Regions from separate parts of the Anser cygnoides genome. Here region 2 is linked to region 1. A link is a contact called in public Hi-C data. All regions are on one chromosome and are shown on one strand. The core of a region is the stretch at or near the end of the contact, and the rest is flanking DNA. Distances in the headings are between cores, read along the strand shown.

Region 1 (2,700 bases), core at 16-2,515:
CAGGATCCCCTGGTCCCAATGCAGAATGTCCCCATGGGGTTCCCAGTGTCCCCAGCAGTGTCCCCACGGTCCCAGCAGAAGGTCCCCACGGTGCTGGCATGGGGTCCCCAACGTCCCCAGCCCAGTGTTCCTGCCTCTGTCCCCCCTTTTCGGCAGGGCACAAGGACATCGCACCCTGCCGCACCCCACAGTGCCATGAGGACACCCCACACCTTGTCCCTGTCACCGCCTTGGACTTTACCCAAGGTGCCACCAGGCGCTGGGCACGTGAGGAAGGTGGCAGGAGGACACGTGGGACGGGGATGTGCCACACCTGGGAGGAAGTTTTGTCCCCAGATTTGTGCTTCCACCAGTGTGAGTGGGGTCAAAGCATCTGTGGGTGCTTGCGGGGACGGATGGCTTGTCCCCAGTGGTGGCACTGCTGCCCCATGGGGACAACGAGCTGGCAGAGGGGGCACAAGGGTTGCGCACCATGAACCCGGCACTGTCCCCACCCTGGTCCCCAAATGTCCCCTCCGTGGGGGTAACAGAAAAGCAGGGGACGCTCCCTCAAGACTCCCAAGCCCAACAGTGACAATGGTGTCACCACCTTCCAAAGCCACCCCCAAAATTCCTCTTTTTGGGCAAAACAGCCAAATGGCTCAATCCACGCACGCGACTTTGAGGTTTGGTGGAAAACGGGGCCAAAAAGCAGCGTTTTGGTGCCCCCCCAAGGGCCACTGAGGTTTTTGGGCACTCAGGCCCGGCGCGTAACTCGAGACTCCTATTTTTGTCCCCAAGTGTCTATTTTTGTCCCCAGACCATGGCGCTGGCAGCACTGGGGATGGCGTGTGCCCCCCGCTGCCTCCACCTCCCGTGGGGTGCCGCGGCGTGTAGGGCACCGTGCGGGACCGAGCTGCGTGGGCACGGGGCCTTTTTTTCCCCAGAACGGCTGTTTTGTCCCCAAAACTTGGGGACAACCATAAGGACAGCCGGGGGACACCGCGGGGCGGCCGGGGGGGCGGCGGGAAGCACCCCACGGTGCCCCCCGGCCGCCCAGCGCTTCTGCAGGTACCGCGGGCAGCGGGCGCGGGGGGGGTCAATTGAGGGGCGCGGCGCCTTTAAGAGCGGCGCGGCCCCTTTAAGATAGGCGCGGCCCCTTTAAGAGCGGCGGCCACTCTCCTCCGGCGTGCCCGCCTGCTGCGCCGCCGCCTGATTGGCTGCGGGGCGCGTGAGCCGCCTCGCTCCTCAACCGCAGCTTGCGCGTCCGCCGGAGAAAGAAGTCCCCGCTTCTCCCCCGCGGCGCGAAGCCGGCGGAGGGATCCGTGGGGGCGGTGCTGCGGCCGGGATCACCTTGGCGGCGCGGGGCGGCCACGCGCAGAGGAGCGGCGGCTCTCGGGCAGGACGGGTGCGGGGCGTGGCGGCGGGAGCAGCACCAGGAGGTAACGGCGGCCCCGGACAGGGAAAGAAGAGGCGGCGGGCGGGCACCGGGGGCCGCCGCCATCTCCGGTGCCCGTGGGTCCCCGTGCCGAGCCGGGGGCCTCCCCGCGGGGCCGGCCACTAGGGGGGAGCGGCCGCTGAGGGGAGCGGGGCCGCTGAGGGGAGCGGCCGTTAGTGGGGAGCGGTCCCTGAGGGGCCGCTGAGGGGCGCGGGCGGCCCCGCGTGTCCCTGGAGGGGTGCCCGGCCTTGCGCCGCCGCCCCGAGCCGCTCCCTGCCCCCGGGCGCTGAGGCAGAGGCGCGGCAGCGCTCGTGTCGGCGGCCCCGGGCCCTTCCCGCTGCCCCCCCCCAGGCCGGGGGCTCCGGGGGCCGCTTCGCAGCGGGTTTGGGGCCGGGGGGGCGGGGATGGGGCGGGGGGGGAGGAGGGGGCGGGCCGCGGGAGCCCCTCGGCTGCCTCCCCCGAGCAGTAAAAGCAGCAGCCGAGGTCTGAAACGTGCTTTGTTCCGGCCTCGGCGCTACCCATCCGGCAGGCCCGGGGATGCGTCCGGGGGAGCCCCCGGGATGTCGGTGACTAACGCGCCGGGAAGCGGCCGCCCCCCGCTGCCAGGACGGCTCCTGACGGCGGCTGGCACCGGCGCCCGAAGGCTGGGCTGGGCGGCGAGGAGCTGCTCTGCTGAACTTAGTGCCTCCGGGGAAGCTCCGGGGCCGGTTGTGCAACCCCAAGGGCTGAACTGAAAAACCCCACCGTCGTAAGCACGTTTTTGTGCCCCGTTTCCGAAGCAGGACTTAAGTTAAAGTATCTCTAGGAAGAAGCCCGCACGTGGTGCTGCGAGAGCGCTAGGTGTGCTCGAGGGAGGGACAGCCCTGCGGTTGCGGTTCGGTGGCCCCATGTGCCGTGCTGCTGCGGCCGGGTTAAAAACCATCTTTTCTTTCAGCACAGGGCGCTCTGCTGCTGGCCAGGTGTTGGACGCCGTGATTCAGGGCAAAACCCTCCCCAGAAACTTTGCTTTCACTCGAAAGCACGCTTCCTGCTGCTGGCAGAGACCGCAGTGCCGCATCCGGGCCTCCCACTGGAGCCGTCTGTTTTTTCTCCAACTAAACACACGTTTTATTAAAACCTTTAATTTATTGCCGTTAGCCGGAGCGCCGCGAAGCCGGCGTTAATTCCCCTTCTGTGCCCCGAGCTGGTAATTCAATTTAACACAGACAAAATGTTCCTCCGGCTGAGCAGGCGGGATGGGCCACGTGCTAATCCTTTATCTCCCTGCGTCCCTGGCCGGGGCT
Region 2 (2,700 bases), core at 176-2,675, 71 kb before region 1:
GTACCCATAACGCATACCCCACATTTGATATCATACAGCTGCATGCCATCATCTCTGCTGGGAAACCTGGGAGAAAAATGGGAGAAAAAACCTTTACTTCTGTCTCCTCTCCTTCGGGGCTCCAGTTTATCCCACCCCCTTCACCCTCCGCTCCTCTCCCCGCTCACCTACAGGGCCCTGAGCTTTGCTTCCACTGCAGATGCAGTAATCTCCTCTTTCACCTTAGCCATGTGGCAACGGTCCTTTCTCAAAGGAAACCCAAAGGTTCATTTTGTTCTTACTGATAGCACAGGTTCTGCACCATATCCTCACTGTAGAGTGTTCCTCTACCCTAGTTTCTCATTCTCTTGGCTGTGGATGCTTTACCAAGTAACCGAGCCTGGGTTCTGAGTATTCCCACACCATCCCTAGACCTCTCACTACCAAAGGGTTGCTTCTTGGTAGCTTGGTCCTCCTTTCCATCCTAGGTAGGAGCACAGCATCTTTAACACCCCTCTGTGTTAAATCCCTTACATTCCCCTCCTTCTCTCTTCACAAATTCAGTAATTCCAGCACTTAGGCCATTCCCGAAGTGTTGTGGTCTGTTCAGCAGTAGACTTTGTTCAATACAGCTGACTGCAAAACTAATAGAGCCAGTTATTGATGTTCATTCTTTTCATTACAGACCAAGATGTTTTCTCTGCCACTTTAAACTCATCAGCCACACAGCAAAAATTCTTTTAATGTTCTTCTAGAATTTCTTCTTAGCTTACCAAAACCAAGTCCATAATAGCATCAGGTCTTGTTGGTAGAGGGATCAGGCTGTCGACTCCTTTATTTACTCAAAACAGCATCCATCTCTACAGACACCGCTGCTGGTAACTGCCCAATAACAATTTTCTAGACATAATCAAATTCCATCCCAGGGAGTATTCAATACAAAAACCCTTTCCACTCAAAAAAAGCTCCTAGTACACACTTTGGGTTATTTACTTTATTGAAAGGGTATTTGTGAATGTCAGAAAATCAGCACACTCACAGTAAAAGATACCTTCGCACCAAAAAGCTGGCCGTAAGCAATAATTTCTTCACCTGTTCAGCCCTGCTGAGTAGTCTAAAGCACTTACATGCCCAAGGGAAAGGAGGGAGGCATGAAGGCACCTACAGCCAGGAGGGGGATCCCAAAAGCAAGGGGAAGAGGCAGCCTGGGCTAGCAGCCAAGCCACCGAGGCTGTTTGAGCATCTGTCCTCTGCTCAGAGGAATGCAGACATGCAGCCACCAAGAAGCACCTATGATGGACCTCAAATCTCTCTCTGTATCCCAAATTGGGCCCTTGGTTATATGCTGACTTGCTTTTCTTCAGGAATTGCTTTTCTTCAAGACAATAACATCCTTCTCTGAGACACGTGCAACACTTCAGAAGCTGGAGTATTTCCTCCACTACCCACTTCTATCCTTCAAGCCAACCCACCCCAAAACACCAATTTGGCTTTCAGAGCCAGTCAAATAATTAGTACTTCAGGAGCGGATAGGGCAGCTTTTGAACTGTGGATATTACCTCACTTGAGGTGGAATAAACACCTGTAACATATCTGCCCTCTTAGTAACTCCAGGGAATTACTCCATGACAAAGCTGTCACAGACCATAACAACCTGTTTATTAAAAACATGCATAACAATACAACAAAGCAACAAAGAGGTTTGTGCGTATTAAAACATGAACATTTTCATCTCACGAGCTCAGACCTGGTAGCACTCGGCACTTATCAGAAAAAAGCCACTTGGTTTATCTGCTTTCCTGCAGGCGAAGTCCGATCGGGCTGCCCGGCAGGTCATGCTGATTCACAATGAGCTAAGGTACGAGAGGCACTGCCTAGGTCTGTAAACACACGCCATTAAGCAACTGAGTTCGAGCTCAGACTTGGTGTGACAGCTATTACCACAAACTGCACCCAAACATTACACCTTAGCCAGCATTAAACCCATTCACACTGCAGGAGCTTCTGAATTGGAGGAGTTTGAATCAAACTTTTTGCCCGATTACAGCACGCCTCTCCACTCACTGTGGATGCTTCCCAGTCAGTCGTGTTTTTCTGCTTGGTGACAGTAGCACAATGCTGCCCTAAGATTTGCTGGAAACACACAAAGCCAAGCCAGACTCAAAAACCATCTTTATTTTGGAAGACTAACCAAGTCTAGATTTGGGCTTAATCAGCTCCTCTTTGTCTAAATAGGAAAAACTTCCAAAGCATCTATTTTAGCAAAATCCTCCACTTCGACAAAAAGACACAATCTGCAGCTAGCTCATGACCACTCGCCTCCCACCCTCACCTTCATCTAATACTGCAGCAATCGCAGAGTCTTCCTCAACCCTCTGCAACGAGCCATCCCCCAGCCTCTGCCCCAGCATCCCGCTCCTGTTTCACGCAGCTGGGTGCCAGCGGAGGGCTGCAGACGGCTTCATTTGGTGAAGAGATGACAGAAAGCAGCAATAGCTCCTCGAGGGAAAACGTTTTAATGTTTTTCTAGTACAGCAGGGTACCTGCACCGAAACTGCAGCTCGTGTGCAATAGCTCTGCATAAGCAAGGGCCACGTATTACATTACTCACAGGGGTGATCCTATGGAATTAAGATAAGTATTTTAATGAATATGTACCCAGAGTAAATATTTACCTGTGGACTTTGTAAATATTTACACTTACTTAAAATGTTTTGGCTG

Evidence for each region. Hi-C and Micro-C count contacts between places; a contact is called where the count stands out from the background.
Region 2: a Hi-C map of liver shows a contact between it and region 1, with 18 times the contacts expected there. The contact joins the enhancer-like site here to the promoter of PKM in region 1. A contact is called at or near these places in 2 of 7 Hi-C or Micro-C datasets (both in liver).

Annotation. Positions count from the first base shown.
Region 1 is chr11:12,036,040-12,038,739 of Taihu_goose_T2T_genome, reverse strand. PKM (pyruvate kinase M1/2) reads left to right here and starts at 1,265. Exons shown (of 11, transcript XM_048081479.2): 1 at 1,265-1,421.
Region 2 is chr11:12,106,711-12,109,410 of Taihu_goose_T2T_genome, reverse strand. The region is part of intron 2 of ARIH1 (ariadne RBR E3 ubiquitin protein ligase 1); the gene reads right to left. Among named protein-coding and RNA genes, the nearest start is that of ARIH1, 25 kb to the right of the region's middle. Within about 2 kb of position 1,425, at least 2 of the 3 cell types and tissues checked have open chromatin away from gene starts, as enhancers often do. A contact at or near this core is called in liver, where this site is marked.